3 separate regions of the Mus musculus genome follow, and all the other regions are linked to region 3. Evidence: chromatin contacts called from public HiChIP or PLAC-seq data. All regions are on one chromosome and are shown on one strand. The core of a region is the stretch at or near the end of the contact, and the rest is flanking DNA. Distances in the headings are between cores, read along the strand shown.

Evidence for each region. HiChIP or PLAC-seq counts read pairs in DNA pulled down with a chosen protein or histone mark.
Region 1: a contact with region 3 is called in a FOXA1 HiChIP or PLAC-seq map of pancreatic cancer cells. The contact joins the promoter of Xpo5 here to the enhancer-like site in region 3. A contact is called at or near these places in 6 of 39 promoter capture datasets (the C10 cell line, the SN4741 cell line, hematopoietic stem and progenitor cells and 3 more) and 5 of 115 datasets of contacts at active chromatin or transcription factors (the 230-238 cell line, embryonic midbrain, fibro-adipogenic progenitors and 2 more).
Region 2: a contact with region 3 is called in a FOXA1 HiChIP or PLAC-seq map of pancreatic cancer cells. The contact joins two enhancer-like sites. A contact is called at or near these places in 7 of 39 promoter capture datasets (the HPC-7 cell line, hematopoietic stem and progenitor cells, hippocampal neurons and 3 more), 2 of 115 datasets of contacts at active chromatin or transcription factors (fetal liver and pancreatic cancer cells) and 1 of 9 other capture datasets (pancreatic islet).

What each region holds. Positions count from the first base shown.
Region 1 is chr17:46,201,203-46,205,618 of GRCm38.p6, forward strand. Xpo5 (exportin 5) reads left to right here and starts at 1,609. Exons shown (of 32, transcript NM_028198.3): 1 at 1,609-1,823; 2 at 3,453-3,574. The coding sequence starts at 1,719. It overlaps Polh (polymerase (DNA directed), eta (RAD 30 related)), which reads right to left and starts at 1,439. Exons shown (of 11, transcript NM_030715.4): 1 at 1,195-1,439.
Region 2 is chr17:46,264,675-46,269,312 of GRCm38.p6, forward strand. It overlaps Tjap1 (tight junction associated protein 1), which reads right to left. Exons shown (of 10, transcript NM_001252474.1): 3 at 209-304. Among named protein-coding and RNA genes, the nearest start is that of Lrrc73, 13 kb to the left of the region's middle. Within about 2 kb of position 1,362, at least 119 of the 459 cell types and tissues checked have an H3K27ac peak or open chromatin away from gene starts, as enhancers often do. A contact at or near this core is called in pancreatic cancer cells, where this site is marked.
Region 3 is chr17:45,608,649-45,613,117 of GRCm38.p6, forward strand. No RefSeq gene overlaps it. Among named protein-coding and RNA genes, the nearest start is that of Mymx, 8.8 kb to the left of the region's middle. Within about 2 kb of position 1,778, at least 73 of the 459 cell types and tissues checked have an H3K27ac peak or open chromatin away from gene starts, as enhancers often do. A contact at or near this core is called in the SN4741 cell line, fibro-adipogenic progenitors, pancreatic cancer cells and 1 more, where this site is marked.

The DNA of each region.
Region 1 (4,416 bases), core at 359-2,858, 590 kb after region 3:
TGATGTTTAGTGATTTTCTATTTGTGCAATTTCTTTTTTTGTTTTCAAGAATGGTTCTGAATGCCATGTAGTCCAAATCGGCCTCAAAACTTGCTCTGCATCCAAGGATGAGCCCCGAGCTGCTTGCTCCTCCCACCAAACGCTGAGATGACGCAGACAGTCTTAAAGGCTCTCGAGACAATTCCAATGTGCAGTAGCTTTGCATACCAATGGCCTATCACAAATAATACTTTACAGAAACACAGGAAATTCATGATTTAAATACAAGAAACAGGTTATACAGATGAGTGAGCTAGCACCCAACTGTAACTTTAAACAGTTATTTTTCAAATAAACAATCACATTGAAAACAGTGCCAAGCAACTACTACTACAAAGCTGCAAAATTACTGTAAAGAAAATAATTAAGAAGATACTGAATGTTCAAAGCATTAACACCTTACAAATCTCGCCCCTCACCTAAAACAAAATGATCGTACGTTTAGAAACCTTTTACACTTAAGTCAGGCGTCCTTGTGCTCTGGCGTGGCTTTTCTGTAGTACTGGAACAGATAAAGCTAGAAGGTGGCAAATGTATTGTCGCAATCAATACAGGATAAGTACCATATTCAATATAAATATCAGAGGTAAAACTGGAAGCGAAGCTGTGATTTAAGGGCAACAATTTACTAAGTGGAAAAACACCTCCTAAAACATATGCAGGATAAGAGATGATACAGCCTTAAGTCTTTTATGTGTTCCTTTCGTACTTTTATGTATTGGCAAAGTCTGCACAATGCCAAAACGTAAAAGACTACGTAAATTTGGGATGGGTTTTGTTTCGTGAGGCAGGGTCTCACTTTGCAGCTCAGTCTGGCCTCAAACTGGAAGCAATCCTCCTGCCTCAGCCTCCCAGAGGTATAGTTGGGATGCGTTTTCCAACATCTCAGTTCATCCCATTCTGTACAAAAGCACGTTTGGGAGTCGGTCGTGTAGTAAGACGCACGAGAAAATATGGACCAGTGAAGAGGAAGGTTTAAAAATTACAAGAAAAACTCTTTCTACAAGAAAACTCTCCTTAGAGACACTCTTAGAGCCTTCTCTCCCAGTAAGCATGCTTTTCATTTCGGCCCAGTCACCCCCAAGTAAAAGCGACAGCCAAGGCTTCAAAAGCCATCCGATATAGCGATCCCGAGCCGTGTTTTAATGTCCTTACCAAGGCGACACCTGTCAAAACTGCCAAGAGCGAAGCTGCGGGCTCCGGGCGGAGTCCAATGACAGCGTCTAGATGTCGTCGTCGCCTTCCCAGGAGCAAGTGAGTGTAATCTGATAACACAGATCCGAGTAGGTAGCCCTAGGCTCCCGCCGAGCCAACAGCCCTTCCAGCCTGCAGGTTTACGCCCCACAGCAAGCCCAGAGGAAATTTGGAGTTCAGCACCGCGCGCGCCGCGAGGGACGGTTGACGCGCCTGCGCACCGCGGAACTTCCGTTCCCCAGCCCCGCCCCGCCAGGCGCGGCCGTCACCCGAAGCGGCCACTTCCGCGCGCGCATGCGCCGTGGCGGCTCCGGCGCATGCGCAGCGCTGGGTTCTTCCCAGCTCCAACTTCTGGGACTCACGCTCCTCCCTCCCGTTTCCCCACCCCCAGCCCGCCGCGGCCCGGTATCAACGTGTGGTCCCGCCAGGGGAACTGTGCGTAACCTCGTGCTCCCGGGACGCCGGTGGGGTTCCCGGCTCTAGCCATGGAGATGGAGCAAGTGAACGCGCTGTGCGAGGAGCTAGTGAAAGCGGTGACGGTCATGATGGACCCCAGCTCTACCCAGCGCTACCGGCTGGAAGCCCTCAAGGTAGCTGGGGTCCTGGCGGCCTGGGCCTGCCCCGAGAACCCTATCCCAGGCTTCCCTCACGGCCTCTCCAAACTCAGTTTGTCTCCTGCCTATGCGGCCTTTGATCTTCCCACTGCCCGTGGGGAGGGTGGCTTCTGGTCGCGGCCCTCACCTCCTCCCACTTGAGTCTTTTCTTGCCTGCGCGCTTGCCTTTGCATCACACGCAAGGGTCCCTAACTGTTGCACATCTCCTCGCCATGTCTCAGTGGCTTTTTTGCCCACTCCTCACTTCTCTTCACTCTAGATCACACCGCGGTCTCCACCCACGCAGGCTGTGCCGGCTCTGACGCCGGGGCAAACCCCACATTCCCTGGCGTTCCGGGAGCGCACGTGCAAATTCCTGCCCCAGTGCCACCTTCATTCTTCCCTGCTGATCACTCCAGACTTGTGCTGATTCTAGATCCCCGTGTGTCCATTTTCTTACATCCTTACATACCTCTATCTTTCGAGTCTTGGCCATCTCTGGGCTAATTTGTGACGCTCCTTCCTCGTTTATACCTGTGAGATAGTCTCCGGCTGTTTTTGCGCGAAGACGAGCTTTACCACCGGCTTTGCATTTATTTGCACCGGGGCACTTTGGTTTCCTGGAAGTAATTCTCTTGCGTCCCGGGTGCTCTCTGCGCCAGGGTCTAGTTCAGCTTTTGCTATTTGGGAACGCTAATACCTTCAACAGAGCTTCTCTCTATTAGAGTAAGCGCCAACATATAGATGTATGTGGCACAGGATTTGGAATCAAACAACTCTGTTTGCTTTGTCTTTGATTGTGAAGAATTTTACATAGGCAAAGAAACAGAGCACCAGAGTGATCCCGAATAGGCCTGTGACCTAAACTCAGATGATACACAGATTTGCTTGTTCACTGACTCCTCCTGGCACCCTTAGTTTTGAAAGCTAATTCTAGGGGTTGACATTCAACTTGTATGGGTATATCTCTAGCATTTTTTTTTGTACTCTCTTAGATCCAGTTTAGTATTAACATGACTAATATCTAAATGGAGAGTGTCAGTATTACTAATCTAGATTTTCGCATCTTAAAAATACAGCTAAAAGGACAGCAGGTAACCCCTGCTACTGGGAAGACTAAGGCAGGGGATACAAAGTCAGGCAGCTATCAGAGTGACTTAGTAAGACCTCCTCTCTCAGACAAAGTAAGCAGAAGAGCCCTGGGAGATGGCATAGAGGGTGGAGCTTTTGGTGCCTGTTTATGGCTGAGGACTGGAATCCAGGTGGAGGGGAGGAAGAGACTGATAAAATAAATCCCTGAGTGGACTCACCAGCCCGTCTAGGCAAATCCTGAGCTCTGGGTTCTCAAAACAGCAGAGAGAAAGACATTCAACTTCAGCTTCTGCCTTCCACTCAAATGTGCAGCTCCATCATCCATGAACATCTGTGTGAAAACACTGCACGCACGCACACACACACCCACCAAAGGGAGAAAACTGAGAATGTAGTGTGGTCGTGATAGCCTTGCATGTGAACAGTTCGGTTCCCAGTTCCACACAAAATCAGATAAGGTTGGACCTTTCTTAGGATTTTTAGTCTCTGTTCTCTCATGCCTCCCCATGGAAATATTAATGTTTCTTCTTTCAGTTTTGTGAAGAGTTTAAAGAAAAATGCCCTATCTGTGTTCCATGTGGCTTGAAGTTGGCTGAAAAAACACAAATTGCCATCGTCAGACATTTTGGCCTTCAGATCCTGGAGCATGTTGTCAAGTAAGGAAGTCTTAGGTACCACCATTGGAGCCTGTAGAAGAGTAGCTTGTTAACCCTTTCATGACCACACAGGTGCTTTCCCCAGTGACTAGAAATGAACAGGATGATCACTAACATGTGGCGAGAACTCGGGATGTTGAGTCTTTCTTCAGTTAAGACATCTATAAAGCGTGTTACACATACTAAGTATTCAACAAGCCAGGCATGGTGGGTCGCATTTATAATGCTTAGCACTGAGGAACTGAAGCAGGAAGATGGCCATAAGTTCAAGCGCTCTTAGGCTACATAGTTCTAATATAGTGGGCTACAAAGTGAAACTTTGTCTCAAGAGCCAAATTTTAAAAAGAAACAGAAAACCTTTTTTGGTTTGTTTTTGAAAAGTAGTTGTATATTATTATAGATGGCTAGATGGGGAAATGCTAATTTGTGACATAAATCCCATATAAATGCTAAGTAATACACTTTATATATGTGTGTGTGTGTATACACACACAGGCACATATGTACATGTATATATATGTATATGCGCATCATGTATGTACTTGGTGCCTACAGAGGCTGGAGTCACAGGTGTAACCCGAGTCACAGCCAAACTCGGGTTCTCTGCAAAAGCAGCAGGTGCTGCTAACCTCGGAGCCATCTTTCTGGCACCAAGAATCTTTAAGGTTTTATTATATTTCATGAATGTGTACTTGTGTGGGTATGTGCTTGTGAGTGCAGATACAAAGCACTGGAGATTAAAGGTGTTTCTGTGCTGCCCAACAAGGGTGCTGGGAACCAAACTCAGGTCCTCCTAACCGCTCAGACATCTCTCCATCCTCAGAAGTATCATTTCCTTTTTT
Region 2 (4,638 bases), core at 112-2,611, 660 kb after region 3:
CTGGGGATAGCGACCCAGCCCAGGCTCCTGGATAAGGGTCTCCAAGCTTGAGAGTGCTCTCTGGACACTGCCAACAAAGGCCAAGCCCCTTTGGCCACACCTCCTTTCTGTGCTGGCTCCCACTGGAAGAGAGCACCTATATGGCTGCTCACCTACCAGCCTCCCAGAAGAGAACAAAGTATAGAATGCAGGCCTCATCGGGACATACCGTCTGTTCGCTGGCAGCTCTCTGTTCTGCTCTCCTGGAATCAGCCTTCGGCTCTCCACATCCCACGGCCCCTCTACTTCCTCTAGCCAAGAGCTCCTGAAACCAGAGAAGGGGAGAAAGTGGAAACCCGGTGTCAGCTGCCTGCCTGTCCAGTCTGGGACCTGAAGGCTCCCAGAAAACAGTAAGCAAAGAGACCACAGCACAGTGGGTCTTAGGAGCAAGCGACAGAGGTAGGAAGATCAATAGTCTGAGAGTAGCCTGCTTTATGAAGTGAAATCAACTCAAAAAGGAAACCAGCTAGCATTAACGAGTACCTGGCTTCCCCTAACAACGCCTGCGTGTTTATGTATGTACTTCGTACGCTGCCTCCGCTCAGCACATACCCTGCTCTGGAATAGGCCGGTACTGGTCTGTGTCCCATTCACTCCTAGGCTTCTCAGAGTCTACAGAGAGCTGGGAATCCTGGGGAATGCAGACTACAAATGAGACTACAAAGGGCCTGGCAAAGGAGCAAGATGACGATGGTACGGCAGACCCCCTAGCAATGACTAAATGAGCCCAGAGACCATTTCTGTGTACCACAGTGTACAATAAACTTGCCAATGAGCGAAGGCAGACCCGAGAAACAAAATCCAAACCTCAGCAGTTCAGAGCAGTGATTCTCAACCAGGGTGAGTTTACCCCCTGCTTCTCCCAGGGTTAACAGGCAAATGTCTAGAGACATTTTTAATTTTCACAATCTGCAGATGGGGAGGTACTACCGGTGAGTCAAAGTCAGAATATCGACTAAACCTACCACACACAGGGCAGCCAGCATACCGGAGGTGGCAAGGCAAAGGTCACCAGCCCTGAGGCCGAGAACCGCTAGTCTATAAACCGTAACTGTGGGGGGCTGGCAAGAAGGCTCAGTAGGTAACGATGCTTGCTGCAAAGCCTGATGACCTCCACAAGCACACTGTGCTTAAGTAAGTACCGACACACGCTCAAAAGAGAAAACATTTAACCCCGAGCCCGGGGAGCTGAGGCCCAAGGCTGCTCCAGCATCTCCAAGCGCTTGGATAACGTGCTCCCCACTGCCAAAGCCTGCTCTACACACACCACTGCCAATGGCTGGGCCAAGTGAGCTGCCAAGTCCCCTCAGCTTCCCGGGATTGAGGCGTACCTGTAATAAGCTGGGCTGCCGCATGGGGGCAGCAGCCGCCAGTGATCAGTGCAAACAGTAACCCTAGGTGGCTTTCTGAGCATTTAAAAAAAAAAAATACAAACCTCTTCCTACCCCCATCAACCCAAACAGAGCTACAGAGCTGGGGGCTGAAGGCGGTCTTGCGGGCTAAAGCATGTGTTCCTACTGTTGGGACATGCCCTGGCCATGACTCCTGTCACATTCCAGCAGGCCTGGGGCAGCAGGGTGGGGGCAGAGGAGGGCGGGGAAGCAGGAGTAGGACTCTCCTCTCTAAGGTTCCTGGCCTGGATTTGGGGGAGAGCTTGTAATAGTGAAGCACGAGCCACCAGCCTCCGCCCCGTTGACAGGAGGCAGAACGTGTCCCCACAGGGCACAAGCAGCATGCTGTCAGGCTGACTCCCTGCACAGGAATCTGGGAGGGCCAGAAAGGACACCACATTCCTGGGGTGAGAGAACAAACAACATACAACCACAGGGGCTGTCCTCCAGAGGGCCTCGCCCCAGTAGGTGCTCAACCTGGAGTAGGGATCTAACCACAGAGACTCCTGTGGCCTGAGGGAGGGGACCTAGAAAAGTCCCAGAGCACTGTAGGTTAACCAGGGCCTAACATTTGAAGGTGTGGATGTGTGGGTGTGTATGCCTGGGAAACCAGGTAGGACCAAGGCCGTTGACTAAAGAGGAGCCAGGCAAAGCTTCTAGAAACTGATGGGAGCTTCCAGGAGCTGGCCTTCTCCCCACAGGGCCAGCTCTCGATGGCACTTTTTGTTTGTCTGTTCCAGAAGGCAGAGGAACCCTTCACTTGGCAGGCTCCCTGGTGTGATTTGCCACCTTAGCCTGTTTTACTTACCTACCCAACTCCTGCCAAGGCTCGCATTCTCTTCTAGGGACCAGGGCACTTGTGACAACAGTGGACAGGCAGGGCGGACTGAGACACTTTCAGGGTAATTCTATATGTGGGCAGACATGCCTCACTGAGGTGCCATATCCTATAGCTTGCCCTGCCGTGACGGTAAGTCAGGGCTGCAACTATGAGCACATTTTTTCTTCTCTGAGGCTAGAGGCAATCAAACAGATGTCTGGGTTGGGGGATGGTGTGGGTGTGGCGAGGACACAAAGAGCAGATGAGACTCTAAGGATGGAGGTGGGGTGAAAGGTTACTTCTAGCAGTGTCACGAGGGGAGAAACATTCCTGACTAGAGAAGCAGGGGTGATCCACTGAGAACACTGAGAACCTACTGGGTTCCCCAACCCCACACCTCGAGGCAGATCTGTGCCACTCCCTGTCCCAGGTCCATAAATATCAGGGCATGTTGGGACACCTGAACCTCTGCTTCCATTTCCACAATCTACTGACTTCCCTGGATCTTGCCCGTGAGGGACCGCACTGGACAGACTATGGGCCTAGCATCACTACCCTGGACTATAGGACAGGCCTGGGAAGAACAAGGTCCATTTGGACCTGGTGGTCCCCAGCTGGGAGAGGATAACACGGTGAGTTAGAAGCCATCAGAGCACTTACACCAGGAGCCTCAGCTACCAGTTGCTGCGTCGACTGAGCATAACTCTACCTAAACGTTTTCCAGAGTTCAGCCCTGAGCTGAGAAGGGTCCTTGGGTCATCACTAGCAAGCCACGGCCAAGGCCAGCCTCGTGGCCTCTATTCGCCAAGGAGATTCTCTGAGGAAGATCTGGCAACAAACAGGGAAGAATTCTACTCCCTGTCCCTCCCTGGTCCCTAGGAGTCAGGACCAGGTGACTCAGGATAGAGGCCACAGCTTGCTTGCTAGGTCTATACTAAAGGAGCTGTGCCCAAGCAGAACCCCTGGCTGACCCAACAGTGGGAGACACCCAAATACCCTGAAGCAAGAGGAGAAGGGGCTCTCCTCACCCTCACCTCCCCTACCCCTCCCTAGCTGACCCTGTCTCCTTCCTCTGTCACATAGCATTCATTCTTCACTATTCAAAATCAGTTCAGAGGAAAGACTACCTCATATCTGCTGAGGAGGAGGGTGATAGCACTTACTAATTGCTATGTTGCAATCTGCCAGTCAATGTGGCCGCCTGTTGCCACCTGCCCTGTATTAAATACCTTCTCCCTGATTACAGCCCATGGGGCACGATTAGCTGCCTTCAGAGAACAAAGTCTACTTTCATTAGAAATGGGACTCAGCACGCAGAGGACCTGCACTGCGAACCCACTGAGCAGCTGAGCAGAGTACTGACAGATAAGACACAGGGCACCTGACCGGAAGCAGCCCACCAACTGTCAGCCAGGGATGGGACTCACGTCTGTCCCCCTTTCTGGGTGGGTACCACCAGGGGCTTCCACTGATGCCAGAGGCCACTGTTGCTGGAGACGGTGGGAAAAGAAACCGATTCAGATCCCCAACTCACTCAAACTTCTACCCTTGTTCTAACAAATATCCCCAAGGGACACTAGCCAGCAGAGAGAGCCCAGGCCTGCAACGCTCTGTTCCCGGCTGCCTAGGGCCCAGCAAGGTCAAGGGGCAGAAGAGAAAGGAGTCAGAGATCACCATCCTTCACACACACACTCTCTCACACACACTGACACACACATACTCACACACACACATACACACACTGACACACACATACTCACACACACACACACTCTCACACACATACTCACACACACTCTCACACACATACACACATATTCTCTCTCACACACACACACACATTCTCTCTCACACACACACTCACTCACACACACACACACATACTCACACACATACACACACATTCTCTCTCACACACACACATACTCTCTCTCTCTCACACACTCACACACACACACACACACACACACACACACACACACACACACACACACACACAGAGCAGAGGAAGCAGGACAGACTCCTTCGTAGATGCTGCTCTCTGCCTCTTTGCCTGCCAGCCTTGCCCCACCAGAAGCCTCCTCCAGCTCCTCAGGTTCTGCACTATCAGTGTGAACAAGTTCACTGACCCAGAGCAGCACCCTACCCACTGAGACTATCTCCCTACTACCCACGTCACAGACACCTCCTTTAGGAGAGGGTATCATTAATGTGGGCTCAGACAACCGTTAAGCCCTACTGAAATCGTCTGCTCACAGCTGCCGATGAACTAAGTTAGTGAGCGTCCTTGAAGGGGCAGTGAGCCTTTTGGATCAGGGTAGAGCCCACACTACAAGAATCTTTAAAGTTTTTCTTCAGAACGGTTCCAAGAGAAGTTAGTAATCGCTG
Region 3 (4,469 bases), core at 528-3,027:
ATGACATCAGTCAACATTGCAGCAGGCAGCACTATCCAAACTCAAGAGATGACACAAAAAAACAAAAATAAAACCAAAAAAGATGGAAGAGGATTGTTGAGGGGTGTCTGGGAGAGTAAGGGAGAATTGTTAGAGATATTTATGGTTAAGATACACTGTGTACATGTATAAGCTTATAAAATAATATATATATTTTAAAGTTTCACATTCCCGAAGCTGGGTCTGGAGATTATGCCGTAATCCAAGATAAAGCATTTCTGGCTATGGAAAGGAAAGCTAGAACAAGTGTAGCAATGCATGGCTGTAATCTCAGCATTCCAGAGCTGAAGGCAGAGGATCAGAGCTTAAGGGCTGCTGGTGTCATGTGGTGATTTCATGAGTTCAAGACCAGCCTCGGTAATAAAATAAAAATAAAAAATTTAAAAGGTTCTCAAACATTAACATCACCAACCTATAAAAAATATAAACAGCTGGATGTGGTGGCGCACACCTTTAATCCCAGCACTTGGGAGGCAGAGGCAGGCAGATTTCTGAGTTTGAGGCCAACCTGGTCTACAGAGTAAGTTCCAGGACAGCCAGGGCTACACAGAGAAACCCTGTCTCGAAAAATAAAAATAAAAATAAACAACAACAATAACAACAAACTGGGGTAAACCTGGTGGTTGTGGGGCTAGCCTTTTATCCCAGCAGTCCTAAGGCAGAGAGACAGGTGAACTTTGTGAATTCCAAGTCAGCCTGGTCTACAGAGCGAGTTCCAGGACAGCCAGAGGCACACCGAGAAACCCTGTCTAGAAAAAAAACAAAACAAAACAAAACTGTAGTTCACGATGAGCTAGTTTCTAAGTTTAGGGGGCTCAACTAGTTGAGAAGATCCTCAATGCTGGGCTCAAAGCTTGTTTCCCAAATTGTTTCTGGTCGCGCTTTGGGAACCACGTGGCACCAAGGTCAACGCAGTGTGGTTCGTTATCTCTCCAGATTTTCGATCAGGTCCCTCCAGCCTCGGTTTGCGGGGCTTCCAGAGAGAAGCTCCTGGTTTGGGTGACACTGGAATTAAAAAAAAAAAAAAAAGGCGGGACAATTAAAAAGATCCAAGTTGGATATGGCAGCTTACAGGCTGCTGGGAAATCTTTCATTTCTTTAGTCTCTATTGCTTTAGAAGTTTGTTAAATTGAGAGACACGAGTGTTTCATTAGAATATCTTCATTTTTGCCAGGCCAGTTAATAACCGCAACAGAACAACGTGAACAAAAAGCAGGCTTGGAAAACTCCCTCTGGGAACCCCCAAAATACAAAGAGCCCCGAAGCGTAATACCTATGAATGCTGTGACACTGCCCCCCACCCCCGACCACGTACACAACACAGTAAGTCACACTGCGCCTTTTCCAACCTCAGCTTTCATAGCTGGCTATATATATATATATATATATATATATATATATATATATATATCTTCCCAATTCCTGTCTCAAGCAACTATGGAGTAGCTCCAAGTCCCTGGGCTGGGGAGACCCAGAGAGGAAACAGGCTTTTGTGTCTAGCAACAATGAGAAAATCAAGCAGGGGGGTGGGGCAAGGAAAGACAGTGGCTGTGTCTGAGGAATGTGTTTAATCTTCATCCTCTGTCTCTCTCCACCCCATCCTGGGCTTAACTTCCCTGTGCACCTCCTTCTCTTCTGTTCAGCAGTAACCTTCCCTACTGGATCCCCTTAGCCTGCCTCTAGCATTTTCGTTGCTGGTAAGAACACTGCCTTAAGACCCATCCACCGGCAAGCACCAGTCCCTGACACTATTCACGATAGTCTGTTATGCTTGTTGCCAGGAGCATGTTGTCCTCTGAGAGGCTCCACCCAGCAGCTGACTCAGACAGATACAGACACCCACAGCCAAACAGTGGATGGAGCTTGGGGACTCTTATGGAAGAATAGGAAGAAGGATTGTGGGGCCCTGAAGGGGATAGGAACTCCATAGGAAGATCAACAGAGCCGACTAATCTGGACCCTTGAGGCTCTCAGGGACTGAACCAACAACCAAAGAACCTGTATGGGCTGGACCCAGGCCTCCCTGCATATATGTAGCAGATGTGCAGCTTGGTCTTCATTGGGTCCTGAACAACTGGAATCGGGGCTATCCAAAAAGCTATTGTTTGTGTGTGGGATATGTTCCACTAGCTGGGCTGTTTGTCTGGCCTCAGTGGGAAAGGAAGCACCTAGCCTCACAGAGACTTGAAGTGCCAGGGTGAGGGGCTACCCAAGGGCCCCAACCAGCTCAGAGGAGAAGGGGGAGGGGAGATGGAGGAAGGATTGTGGGAGGGGCTGACTAGGAGGGGAACAGTGAGCAGAATGTAAAGTGAATAAGTAAGAAAAAATAAAATTAAATTGGAAAAAATAAATGCTGGCAGAAACCAGTTTCTTCCAGCTCCTGGCTGAGCCTCGCACAGTGGTGTAATCTTCCTGGCAGGAGAAAATATCTTCTAAAGAGACCCTCCCTTTGACTATCAAACTATTGCGATAACGGACCCCCAACCAGGCTGGGAGGGACAAAAGACTGAGGCTATCAAGAGGCACCCCTGCCCCATCTCCCCAGAGATTCCACACAGTTCTGACAACTCCTCAGATCACCAGAAAGACAGCATGGAGCTCAGACAATGAGAGGTCTAGGGCGGACCTTTGCCAGGGCTGCTCAAGTGTGCATTCTTTTGTCCTTCTATGTGGCTTTGGTTTTGATAACTTGTCACAAATGTAGACATATCTGGGACGAGAGATCCTCAATTAAGAAAATGCCTGTGGGCTGGAGAGATGGCTCAGAGGTTAAGAGCACTGGCCACTCTTCCAGAGGTCCTGAGTTAAATTCCCAGCAACCACATGGTGGCTCACAACCACCTGTAATGGGATCTGATGACCTCTTCTGGGGTGTCTGAAGACAGCGACAGTGTACTCATATATATATATAATAAATAGTAGTATCCTAGAAAGGTAGCTGGAGTCGAACCTAAAGAGTGAGCCATTAGGCAACATTCCTCCATGGCCTCTGCTTCAATTTCTATCTCCAGGTCCTGTCCTGATTTCTCTCCATGATAAACTAGAAGCTGTAAGATGATGTAAACTCCTCTAAACATTGCTTCTGGTCATAGTGTTTATCATAGCAGTAGAAAGCAAGCTAGAACACTTTCTGTTTTAAACTTAAAGTCATGCCAGGAACCATGACCATGGACTTGGGAGCTAACTGGTCCTCTGGGTTTCTTTTCCCTCCTTCAACATGTGGACACATTGAACACACCCTTCTTTACTTAGCTTTTTATTGTTAATCGATCATGTTTATACTTGGCCTCTTGGAGACTAGTGACTAAGGACAGCCCGTTAGGGCTCCCAGGCCTCAGACTTACCCTAACACCATCACTAACAAAGGGTCTGGTTTGTACTTTCAGACCTGGGTTTCCCATAATCGCGAGGAAATGAGGTGGGGGTGAGGGTGGGGGAGGGCAGGAAAGAGCAGGCTGCTTTGAGGACCTTCTGTTTCCTCAAGGTCAATTTAAAAAAAATGCCCATATTTGGCATTCTGGAAACCCTCACGGCCTTCCATATGCAAGCATTAAGTTAATCAGGCTGTGGTATTGAGAATGAGCGTCTGTGTGCTTGTCACACGACGGTTACACACAAGGTGCAACAAGTGGGAAAGCGGCTGCACACACCAAGGGTCAAGCAGGGTCATGGGTAGTGTCCAGGCAACGTGAAGATGCCTTGGTGAGAGTTTAATAGAGTTAACGGGTTCTGGCCAGACTTGGGAGCACCAAGCCTCCTCCTCCTGTGGTGGTCTGTATTTCTCTACCCAGGGGCTCCAGAGCACTCCATGGCCAAGAAGACCTGCAATTAAAACTATATCTAGGGACTGGGTTGCAGCTCTGTTGATGTGGCATATGCTCAAAGCCTTAGGGTCGAGCTCCTAGCACAGAGGTTCTCAACCTGTAGGTCTCGACCCCTCTGAGAGTAAAATGATTCTCACACGGGTTGCATATCAGATACCTTGCATATCAGATATTTACACAACAGTAGCAAACTTACAGTCCTACTAAATTATTTTATGGTTGGGGGGTTACCAGAATATGAGGAACTGTGTTAAAGTTAGGAAGGTTGAGAACCATTGCCCTAGCACCATGTAAACTGGGTGTGGTGACACATGTCTGCTATCCCAGCATGGAAGCAGGAGAACAAGAAGTTCAGGTAATAGTTACTGGTATCACTGCATTGATAAAATACCAAGGCCAAAGCTACCTAGGGGAGAAAGTTTATTTTAGCTCATGGTTCAGAGCGGTAAGAGTCCATCCACCATGCCAGGGATACGAGGAAACAAGTCTCCAGCAGGCCAGCAGGCCAGGGGAACTGAACTCACACCTGGAACTGCAATCAAACTGAAGGTTGGGGAGTCTTAGAGCCCATCCCTGTGATATACTTCCTCCATGAAGACCACGCCT